Linked DNA regions of Danio rerio: region 2 is linked to region 1. Evidence: chromatin contacts called from public Hi-C data. All regions are on one chromosome and are shown on one strand. The core of a region is the stretch at or near the end of the contact, and the rest is flanking DNA. Distances in the headings are between cores, read along the strand shown. Region 1 holds the start of si:ch211-210c8.6. Region 2 holds the start of cs (citrate synthase).

What was found. Hi-C and Micro-C count contacts between places; a contact is called where the count stands out from the background.
Region 2: a Hi-C map of hematopoietic stem cells shows a contact between it and region 1, with 4 times the contacts expected there. The contact joins the promoter of cs here to the promoter of si:ch211-210c8.6 in region 1. A contact is called at or near these places in 6 of 18 Hi-C or Micro-C datasets (caudal fin, embryo, hematopoietic stem cells and 2 more) and 1 of 4 datasets of contacts at active chromatin or transcription factors (caudal fin).

The regions. Positions count from the first base shown.
Region 1 is chr23:36,709,161-36,714,747 of GRCz12tu, reverse strand. It overlaps si:ch211-210c8.6, which reads right to left and starts at 3,653. Exons shown (of 5, transcript XM_021470018.3): 1 at 3,500-3,653; 2 at 2,269-2,374; 3 at 1,859-1,965. The coding sequence starts at 3,611. bin2a (bridging integrator 2a) reads left to right here and starts at 2,598. Exons shown (of 14, transcript NM_001007421.1): 1 at 2,598-2,687.
Region 2 is chr23:36,862,272-36,868,074 of GRCz12tu, reverse strand. cs (citrate synthase) reads right to left here and starts at 1,319. Exons shown (of 11, transcript NM_199598.1): 1 at 1,165-1,319. The coding sequence starts at 1,215.

The DNA.
Region 1 (5,587 bases), core at 2,404-4,903:
AGGCAAATGCCTTTTTGATGCCAGAGGTCAGAGGAGAATGGCCAGACTGGTTCAAGCTGATAGAAAGGCAACAATAACTCAAGCGCTTATTTATTATATCAAAAACAGATTAGACAGACTTTACACATGTAGTCATTCATTAATTTGTGTTTTGATGACTAATCTAGTTTTGGAGCTTTTCTTGGACATCTATTGGATTTTCACTGACAGCCCAAATTTTGATTTTGATTGGTTTCAGCTATGTTTAGATGTCTATTAAACACAAAACTGCTTAGTGGGATATTGCACAATGAAGAGCAAATGTCCAACTTATTCTATTTCAATATTCCTTTCTATTCTGAATCATATTCTGTACCGTTGTATTATATGCAATCAATATATTAAATATTCATTAGATTTTCACTGACAGCGCAAATTAAGCCTTGTTTAACCAAGACATCTATGTTTAGACATCTATAAGTAGAAGACAATAAAGAAATAGAATAAGTAAATTGTATACTTGATTGTTATGTGATAAAACAAAATAGAATATCTGTGTATAATTAATAGAATACTGAAACAGAATAATAAAACCATATGGAATGAAATAGAATATTGAATAAAAAAAAATTGGAAATTTTGATTTTTACTGTTTTATAAAATAACAATAATATACAGTTGAAATCAGAATTATTAGCCCCCGTTTATTTTTCCCCCTATTTCTGTTAAATGGAGAAATTTTTTCAACACATTTCTAAACAAAATACTTTTAATAACTCATCTCTAATAACAGATTTATTTTATCTTTGCCATTCATTCATTTTCTTGTCGGCTTGGTCCCTTTATTAATCTGGGGTTGCCACAGCGGAATGAACCGCCAACTTATCCAGCAAGTTTTTACGCAGCGGATGCCCTTCCCATCTCTGGGAAATTATCTTTGCCATGATGACGGTAAATAATATTTTACTAGATATTTTATGACACTTCTATACAGCTTAAAGTGACATTTAAAGGCTTAATTAGGTTAAATAGGCAGGTTAGGGTAATTAGGCAAGTTTTTGTATAACGATGGTTTGTTCTGTAGACTATCGAAAAAAAAAATAGCTTAAAGGGGCTAATCATTTTGACATTAAAATTCAAATTTGCCTTTATTCTAGCTGTTATACAACAAATAAGACTTTCCCCAGAAGAAAAATTATTATCAGACATACTGTAAAAATTTCCTTGCACTGTTAAACATAATTTGGGAAATATAAAAAATATAAATAGAATTCAAAGGGGGCTAATAATTCTGACTTCAGCTGTATATTGTTTAATAAGTTAACAACAATTTGTATAGCAGAGTATTATCATTTGAATAGATTGAGAACAGTACCAAAAAATTTTTTATTCCATATGTAGGGTATGTGCACTGTAAAAAATGATGGGTTCCACACAGTTCCTTAATCTTGTCTAAACTCAAATCTACCAAATTAACTTTACAATTAATTTACAATTTTAAGTTGATTGAACATGAAACAATTAAGTTGTCCCTAAAAAACCTCAAAAACTTTTTTGAGCTCAATTTAAATAAGTAGCTTGAACAAGCAGCAAAAATATTTCTTTGAGTGTGATTACTAGAATAGACTATTGGATGTTTGACCTTTGTGATACTGAATAGAACTGTATAAAATGCATATAAATTGCCAGTAAGCAAAAGGAAAGTGAGTGAGAATAAGTCAAAAACAAATGAATTCTTATGTATGCATAATGCATGTATTCTTAATTCCTAATAGTCTTTTGTTGTGGTACTGTTTTGATCTCATGCATAGGGTCTGGCTTGCTGCAGTAATCAATTAACAGTAACTATACAAATAATCAATAGCAGTAGTTGAAATACCTTGCATGGTCCAGTAAACAAAGAATGTCCCAGGGCTGTCTCTGACATTGTTAAACCTCCGGTCTTGTCCTTCCTTTAGGATTCTAAGAAAGAGAAATGTCCCGAGCCTGCAGCAGCACAAGGCCCAATCTGTTACTTATTGACTTATTAACCAGACCTTAATGGATACATTAATACAACATGAAGCTGGACTGACTTCACTTTTATTAATGCTGTTTAAAGCAGCAAGACGCCAATAAACAGTCCTGTCTTTTACATTACTAATCACTCTTTCTCTCTCTATCTATCTATCTATCTATCTATCTATCTATCTATCTATCTATCTATCTATCTATCTATCTATCTATCTATCTATCTATCTATCTATCTATCTATCTATCTATCTATCTATCTATCTATCTATCTCTTACCTCAATCCCCATGCAGTGACAAGTCCAGTTTGTACATTCTGTCTAAGGTGTCCACTTCCGCCCCATACACGACTGAGGTGAGCCAGCAATATGAAGGTACCAGATCCTATACACAACAACAAAATTATGTAGTACTTAATATGATAAGGCGTTCAATATCCTTCCAGATATGGGCAGAGCAGCCAGTCACCTGTGTCCGTCCATTTTAAAAGTGAGGCGTGTTCACTGAATATTTTACCAATGAACCAAGAGACAATTGGTAGCAAAGTTCAAGGATTCTCAAGAGCACATTTCTCAGAGAGAAAGAGAGCGAGTGTGTAGAAGTTAGGATTTACTCAAGGGAGCTGAGTTTGAGAGACTGAAATGATTGGATAATATTTGTGCTTCATTGAAGAGAAATGCAAATTGGATGCTGAGGGGTGAGTAATTTGGGTCTTGTTTAACTTAAATGTGGGAGATAGGAATTTGCATTACACTTGTCATGATACATTTATGTTCATAATATATGAACATGCTAGGCATAACATACTAACCAAAATAACTGTAAAAATGTTTCCTATTTGCTGTATTAAGATATCTATGTAACGTATACCATAATATACAGAATTATGTATTTTAAAAAGGATATTTGAGTTGGTTTAAATTGTTTATCTGATGAAATATTAGATATTTGATGTCTGAGCATATGTTTAGACGGAAAAGAGATATTATTCCTAATTTTGCTCGTAGTGATTTATATAAAACATCAGTCTTTACTCATTCAGTCATTACTAGGTAACAGTCTTTCGTTTTTCCCCTACACCTCCCGCCTCTAGCTGTGTGATTGACAGTGCCTTTTCTAAAGATTGGCCAATCACACGGCGGCTAGGGCTCAGAGGACATGATCTGATTGGCTTGTTAAACGATGGGCGGGAAAACTCGTGCAGTTCGTTAAGCTGTGTTGTGGGCGTATTTATGGTTGTTTCACAACACGTTAATGTAGTTTAGATAACCGCCGTCTCGTAATACTTTTTGATAACAACTAAATTTTTTCTGATTTAATTACAATACAACCGTTCTGTGGGTGGCTAGGCGACAAAAACACAACGCTTATTAACCTTAAAGCGAAAAACCATAGGGTTATGTATACGCTAATGCATAAATAGATAACGTAAAGCTGACGAACGCAAGGAAGGTAATATTAATATATCATTATCCTATGATGACTGCGCCTTTTGGATTAATCATTTACCTGCCAAGTCGTAAAACTTCTCCGTTTTGAAAGAGCAGGCAAGTGCCCACCCGACCCACTGAATGGCCAGGTCTGTGGCTGCACACTTCGCCAACGTGCTTCCCATGATCATTTCCGGAAGGTCCTGAAGCAGCAGTGTCACAAACTTGAGTTCAATCATACAAACTTCTGCTAGAATATATGAGGAAACGACAGCAGAGCAAAGTTCATAACACTCAGTTTTGAGGAGGAGTGGCCAGTGGATTAACTGGGGCTTATGGGAGTTGTAGTTTGTAAATATTTGTAATATATATTTTGTGTTTGTAAGTGCTAATTGAATAGAAAATCTATTTTAAACAATAGATGGAAAAATGTACACTTATATGATACATAATAGAATAACAAGTTTGATATGCATGTGTTTTGCATATGTAATTTCTTATTTGTATAGTGTACTTTACCATACAGGCCTTTTCAAAGCAACTTCATGACTTAAAAAGAGTAAAAATGGTGCAGATTCTTATGTTTTGAAAACAAATATAAAAAACATAATTAAACAAAATTATTATGCAATATAATATTAGATGACTCTAGCTGCATGACAACCATACAGTACAAGGGGTTGGGAAAATGTATAATATAATATGTATTTATTCATTTTCTTTTCGGCTTAGTACCTTTAATATAACATAATATAATATAATATAATATATAATGGTAAAGTGAATTATCCAAATTGTGAATTAGCCGAATGGTCAGTGAGTGAGTGATTATTCATACTAAACTATGCTGTTGAATGCTTGATTCTGCGTGCAATTATTTTCAGGGAAATAAACAGCTAAAGTAGTGCAAGGCAGGTTTTGACTGCATTAGAGATACACATTACTACACTGATTGATTCATAATTATTTTACAGCCTACAAAAGTCAAAATAAAAGGCTCTAAATGAGAAGCATAAGAAACTAGTACCCCACACAGGAGCGTGAGTAGTAACTTTTTCATCATGGCCACCTATAATGTGTAGTAATTTCTAATAATTCAGTGTTCGTCTTTAGTTACTTCTTACATAATATTCAGTTACAGCAATAATGCTGATGACGTTTTTTTTCAAATTTAAAATACAAATAATGTCATTTACTGCATCAAATAACAAAACAAAACAGTAAATTTATATTTACAAAAATAAACAATGATAAAGATTATAATATGAATTTTTAGACAACACAATACCAATGTTCAAGCCTTCAAATATGTATTGATAATAATAATCCTGATTTTCAGACATAATCAATGAAAATATTTGTTATTCTGACAAAATTACCATGTTTTTTAATTTGATATTTGGGAGAAATATTTTCAGACCTTCCTAGAAAAAAATAAATGAATATAACATGTTAAGTTTTCCAGTGGTCTCTAGATTCTTTTCCCCATAGCTGTAATATAATATAATACAATATACTACCTGATATAAAAGTCTTGTCATCGATCCCAGTTTTAAGAGCAACAAATAATAACTTGACTTCTAGTTGATCATTTGAAAAAGTGAAATACAGTAGATTTTTCTGATGAGTCATCTGATGAACTACATCTCAATCAACACAAATACTGCAGAAGACCTATTGGAACCCGCATGGATCCAAGATTCTCACAAAAATCAGTCAAGTTTGGTGAAGGAAAAATCATGGTTTAGGGTTACATTCAGTATGGGGCGCTGAAATTCTTCAGCAGGATAGCGCAACTTCTCATTCTTCAGCCTCCACATCAAAGTTCCAGAAAGCAAAGAAGGTCAAGGTGCTCCAGGATTGGCCAGCCCAGTCACCAAACATGAACATTTTTGAGCATGTCTGCAGTAAGATGGAGGAGGCATTGAAGAAGAATCCAAAGAATATTGATAATCTCCTGCAAGAGCAAATCAAGGCATTATCTTATTTCATTTCGGTAAAATAAGCATAATCTAGAGGCCTTTCAGCCACTTCTGATACCAAATGATCAACTAGAAGTCAAGTTATTATTTGGTACTTTTACCACTGGGATCAACGACAAGACTTTCATCAGGAGTGTATAGAAAGCATTATCAATAAGTAGGCCCTTGCATCAAATAGGGAATTG
Region 2 (5,803 bases), core at 70-2,569, 160 kb before region 1:
TAAAACAAGTCTAAATTAGGTCTAAGTATAGGTCAAAATTAGACTAGTCATCAAATAAACAGAAATGAATGACTACACAAAGTCTGTCTAATCTGTCTATTTGACAACTAGTCTAGTTTTGGGCTATTCTTAGATCTCTATTAGATTTTCACTGAAAGCCCAAGTTTAGCCTCGTCTTAGCCAAGCTGTCTACAATTAGATGTCTTAGACATCTATTAAATGCAAAACTGTTTGCTGGGATGTCACTAAAAAATAAAAACCTTTCACAATTTAGGAAAACATTTTCATGTTACGAAACCATTTCCGAAACTTCAAATGAGGTTTTACTATTGAGGAGTGTTTTTGCAATGCAAAAGTAAGGATTAGATTACAGATTCATTGAAAACACAGGATTACACTTATTGCTAAAATACAGCACAATGGTGTATTTGCAATGACCTAGCACATCCAAAAACTACTAAAGCTTGAAAATTATTAATAGATCCTATTCTGAAGGTCAAATCAGACACAGAGACCAACAAAAGGTCTGACTTGTCAGTTTAAACTGGTCCAGATGTCAAACTGACCGGTCAAATTTATTTACATTATCACAACTGAAAAACTGGTTAAAATTAGTTAGTGCCATGTGAAAGGACGCCAACCATGCAGCTGGACTTCAGATAGGAGTCGTATGAATATCAGACACCCAATATCTACATTTTTACAGTTCTTTGTCATGTATGCACCTCCATAGAGCTCAATTACGTTACACCATTCTCAAAGTAAAACGTAACATTATTCTTAAAGTGTCTCCAGATTTACCCAGTTTACTATACATATAGCATGTCTACAGTGGGTTTCATGAGGTTAAAAACAAAATGTAAATGTTTGGCATAGAAATTGAGCGACTATGAGGTTTATACATGCTGCCCATGTCTGGTTAGCAGATGTTTTAAAACACATTCGCCGACTTTATCATATACATAAAGAGTTATATAGACACAAATGCATGAACACACCGTTTTACACGTAAATAACCGAACGAATACGTTACATACGGTTTAATAATATCGAGCGTACCACACTGAGAGTCAGTTACTAAGGTAATCTATGCTACGCTAGGCTAACCGGGAAACGTTAGCAGTCAGTGTTTTTTAGACTCAAGTTAAAATAAAACTTTCCTACCTTTGAACTGAGGAGCCTTGGGGCTAGTCTGCTGATAGAGAGGAAGGACATTGTTCTTGTATATGTGTATAAATTTTACAAGTGGTTATTTATCGACCCCTGCTTGAAGGTGCCCCTCTCGCTACCGTGCTCGCAGTGAAGGTTGAAAAAGGGACTCGGGCCCTGTTGTAGGCGCGGTTTGGGTAAGATAGGGCCTGGTGAGGATGGAACGCGATCGCGTGATGTGATTGGTTGAAAACTAGAAAAAATAACGTGATTGGTTGAGACTCTCATCGCTTTTTGATTTGATTGGCTCACGAATGGAACGTAGCTTAATTATTCATAAGTACATGGTGGATTGTAGGTTTTTTAACTGCCTGTCTAGAAATAGAATGACAGATATGCTCATGCAGTCACGTGTTTTTTTTATTAAGTATTTTGGTTAACTTTGTAAGTGTAAGATCACGTTAAATCGTTTTAAAAATACCGAATATGTCGACACATCATAAATGTGAGACTTTAAAATGATCAACCTTCAATATATTACTGAATTCCCCTCAATATCAGATTTGTGCTCCATCCTAAAAAGATCCGAGACTGCCATGTACACAAAGATTTCATACTTTTATTGGGAAAAGGGTCGTTATATACAAATATATAGTTACAGAGGCTCAAGGACGTTCGTTTGAGACTTCATGCTGCCTGTAACATTGTCATGGCTCCAGTAGGAAGGATTTTTCCTTGGACCTACAGCACAACAGAACATTCTGGGGTTTGTTTAACTTGCATCACAATGTCAACACACAGAACTTACAAGGTTTCTACATATACATTTCAGCAACACATGAAGGTCATAAAATATAAGTTCAATAATGACATAAAAATTCCACCAGTGAATGGGGAAAAGCTGAAGGCAGGAGGAACAACCCATATCTCGTGTTTGATCAGTTTTAAACTATTTGTAATAGTTTTATTGCCATTTTCTCTGATGTTTTCTTATAATCATTCTTATATTCAGTTTTCTGATGTTTAAAAATGAGCTGGTGAACTTCTGGGTTAAACCGGCATATATATTTTACACTAATGCTCAAAAGTTTGGTGTCAGTAAGATTTTTGGTAACACTTCAGTTTAATTAGCAATTCCACTATTGACAACTGGCTTATTATCTGCCTAATATTAAGATATTGGCTGTTTATTGGTATTAATAAAGTGTGCTCTTGTTCTACATCCCTAATCCTACCAAATATGTACTGTCTGGAGCCAGCACCTAAGCTTTTCACTCATCATAGCACACGTGCTGCTGATGATGTGACAGTAAATGTGATTTGATTTGATATCTAAACCCAACTACTACCTTACTATTAATAAGCATTAAATTAAGTTAATTGATTTAAAATTCACATGTAATAGTTTGTTAATAAAGAGAATTGTACCTTAAAATAAAGTTGACCAGATTTTTTGTTTGTTTGTTTGGTTTGGTTTTTAAAGGACATTTCATATTCTGGCCTGAATTTATATGATTAAATATACAGTGGAATATCAAACACTGTTATTTTAACTATTCAATCTCTTTAATTTATTTTCCTTCGTCCCTTTATTTATTAGGTGTCACCACAGAGAAATGAACCGCCAACGTATCCAGCATGAATTTTACACAGAGGATGTCCTTTCAGCTGCAACCCAGTACTGGGAAACATTCATACACACCTATTCACACTCACAGCCAATTTAATTTATTCAATTCACCTATAGTGCATGTCGTTGGTGTGTGGGGGAAACTGGAGCACCCGGACGGAAACCCACGCCAACATGGGGTAAACATGCAAACTCCACACATAATTGACCCAGCTGGAACTCGAACCAGTGACCTTCTTACTGTGAGGTGACAGTGCTAACCACTGATATTTAATCTATTTTACAATATTTTAAAATGTCATTAATCCCTAAATTTTCAGAATCATTCCTTCAGTCTTCAGTGTCACATGATCTGAAATCTTTGTAATACACTGATTTTCTACTCATTATTAATAGAGATTGCAACAATGTATCTGTTAATAATTGGTATTGGTCAACTTTTAATTACATGCATTATCACATAAAGTGCCTTATTAGCCAATTATCAGGGCCAATTACACCCTGCCAATCAAAAGAGAGCAAGAAAACATCAGATTAGTGCTGTGAATAAAGATAATGTCTCCTGGAAGGAGTTACTGTTGAATTTGGTGATGCTAAAAGTTATGATGAAACAGAGACGCTTTTGTTTGTGGTGGGCTATTTTGACCATAAACTTTTTTAAATACATTTTTAAAATTCAATCAATATTTTAGTACGTCATTCATTTTCATCCGCTTTTCCGAGGCTGGGTCGTGAAGGTAGCTGTATTAGGAGAGAACCCTAGACTTCCCTCTCCCCAGACACTCCTCCAGCTCCTCCGGGGAGATCCTGAGGCGTTCTCAGGCCAGCCGAGAAACATAGTCCCTCCAGCATGACCTAGGTCTTCCCCGAGGCCTCCTTCAGGTGGGACATGCCTTGAACACCTCCCTAGGTAGGCGTCTAGGAGGCATCCGAAACAGATGCCTGAGCCACCTCAGCTGACTACTCTCGATGTGGAGGAGCAGCGGCTCTACTCTGAGCTTCTCCCAGGTGACAGAGCACCTCACCCTATCTATAAGGGTGCGCCCTCCCACCCTATAGAGGAAACTCAGTTCTGCAGAGATCTTGTCCTTTCAGTCATGACCCAAAGCTCATGACCATAAGTGAGAGTAGGAACGTATATTGACCAATAAATCGAGAGCTTTGTCTTTCAGCTCAGCTCCTTCTTTACCACAACAGACTGGTACTGCCCCAATCTGCCTGACAATCTCACGTTCCATCCTTCCCTCACTCGTGAACAAAACCCCAAGATACTTGAACTCCTCCACCTGAGGTAAGGACTTTCCTTCAAACCTGGAGATGGCAAACCACCCTTTTCCGCTGGAGCACCATGGCTTTGGACTTGGAGATGCTAATTGTCATTCCAGCTGCATCACACTTGGCAGCAAACCGCCCCAGTGCATGCTAAAGGTTGATGTTCAATGAAGCCAACGAAACAACATCGTCTGAGAATAACAGATAAAATCCTGTGGTCACCGAACCGGACCCCCTCCAGCCCAATTATGAACTGAATTAGTGACAAAGGGCAGCGAACATGCATTGAAAACAAGTCTGACTGCCGGCAATGCGAACCAACTTCTTCTTCTAACACTTGTTTTTCACTTAGTCTAAGGCAGGGGTGTCCAAACTCGGTCCTGGAGGGCCGGTGTCCTGCAGGTTTTAGCTCCAACTTGCCTCAACACACCTGCAAGGATGCTTCTAGAAAGCCTAGTAAGAGCTTGATTAGCTAGCAGGTGTGTCTGATTTGGCTTGGAACTGAACTTTGCAGAACACCGGCCCTCCAGGACTGAGTTTGGACATGCCTGGTCTAGGGTAACCTATATTATTTTTACTAAAACATTACACTACAGTTATTTTGATCAATAAAATACTCCATTGAATAATAAAAGCAACCATTTCTTCTTAACCAATATATAGGACCGACCCCATGCTTTTGAGCTGTGGTTTATAAACCATATATGCACGTATGAAACCACTCCATTATTACCAACGGATTATCAAGCTTTACCATAATCACTATTTTCACAAATACATCAAAAAATAATGAAACCCTGCATGAAGAATTTAAAACATGACCAAACTGCAACATTCACATCAATACTAAAAGGTTGGCTCACGTATGTTTTGGCACATTTAATTTGTAAACATGAAATCTGCATATGCATGACAACGCCAACAGAAAGAGTTGCCTGTCTGCTAATATATAGCTACACCCAGCGTTAAAAAAAACTGCACAGCAGGGTTTGACGTTCATAAAGAGATATGATGTATGCTGGAGACCTTATGAGGCTTCTGTAAACAGCAGCATGCAGTGCGATTCATTGATTTTTGTTCCCTTACAGTGAGGACGGCTTGTGTACTTACACTGCAATGCTTCGGATACTCGCTGTATGTGCACACGGCGTGCGTTGGGTTCACACACTGTATGCAATTCTTTGACATTTTTATCATTGATTTCTATTGCGATTATGAAAGAGTCAGTCAGTATGCAGCATCATGCAGCCGGGTTTGTCATGCATATAAAGAGCCAGGTTCAAATAACATGTCGCAGTTTACATTCAGTGAAATCTTCCACAGTGTAAGCTTGGTGCACGGATCATTTTGAGATTATCAGCCGATAAGAATGCACGTTTGACTTGGTTGTTAATGAATTAATGCTTTTATGATTTTTAATTTCATGTCAGCGATCTTATTTGAAGTGGTTATTGTAGTGCATGTGTATTTTAGCAATATATCGTCCACAATTGCTTCTAAATATCAACATCGTCCATTAAAAATATAACACTGGTTTAGTGTTACTGATGACACTTTACATTAAAATTCAGGGTTAACATTAGATAATGGAGTTGTTATTCATGTCAACTAAAACATTTGTTAAGCAGTTACTAATGTAAACACTAAAGTATTTATATTAATTATAATATTAATATTTACATTTGTTGTATCATTAAATTTATATCATATATATTAGGGCTGCACAATATATCGTTTCAGCATTAGACAGTG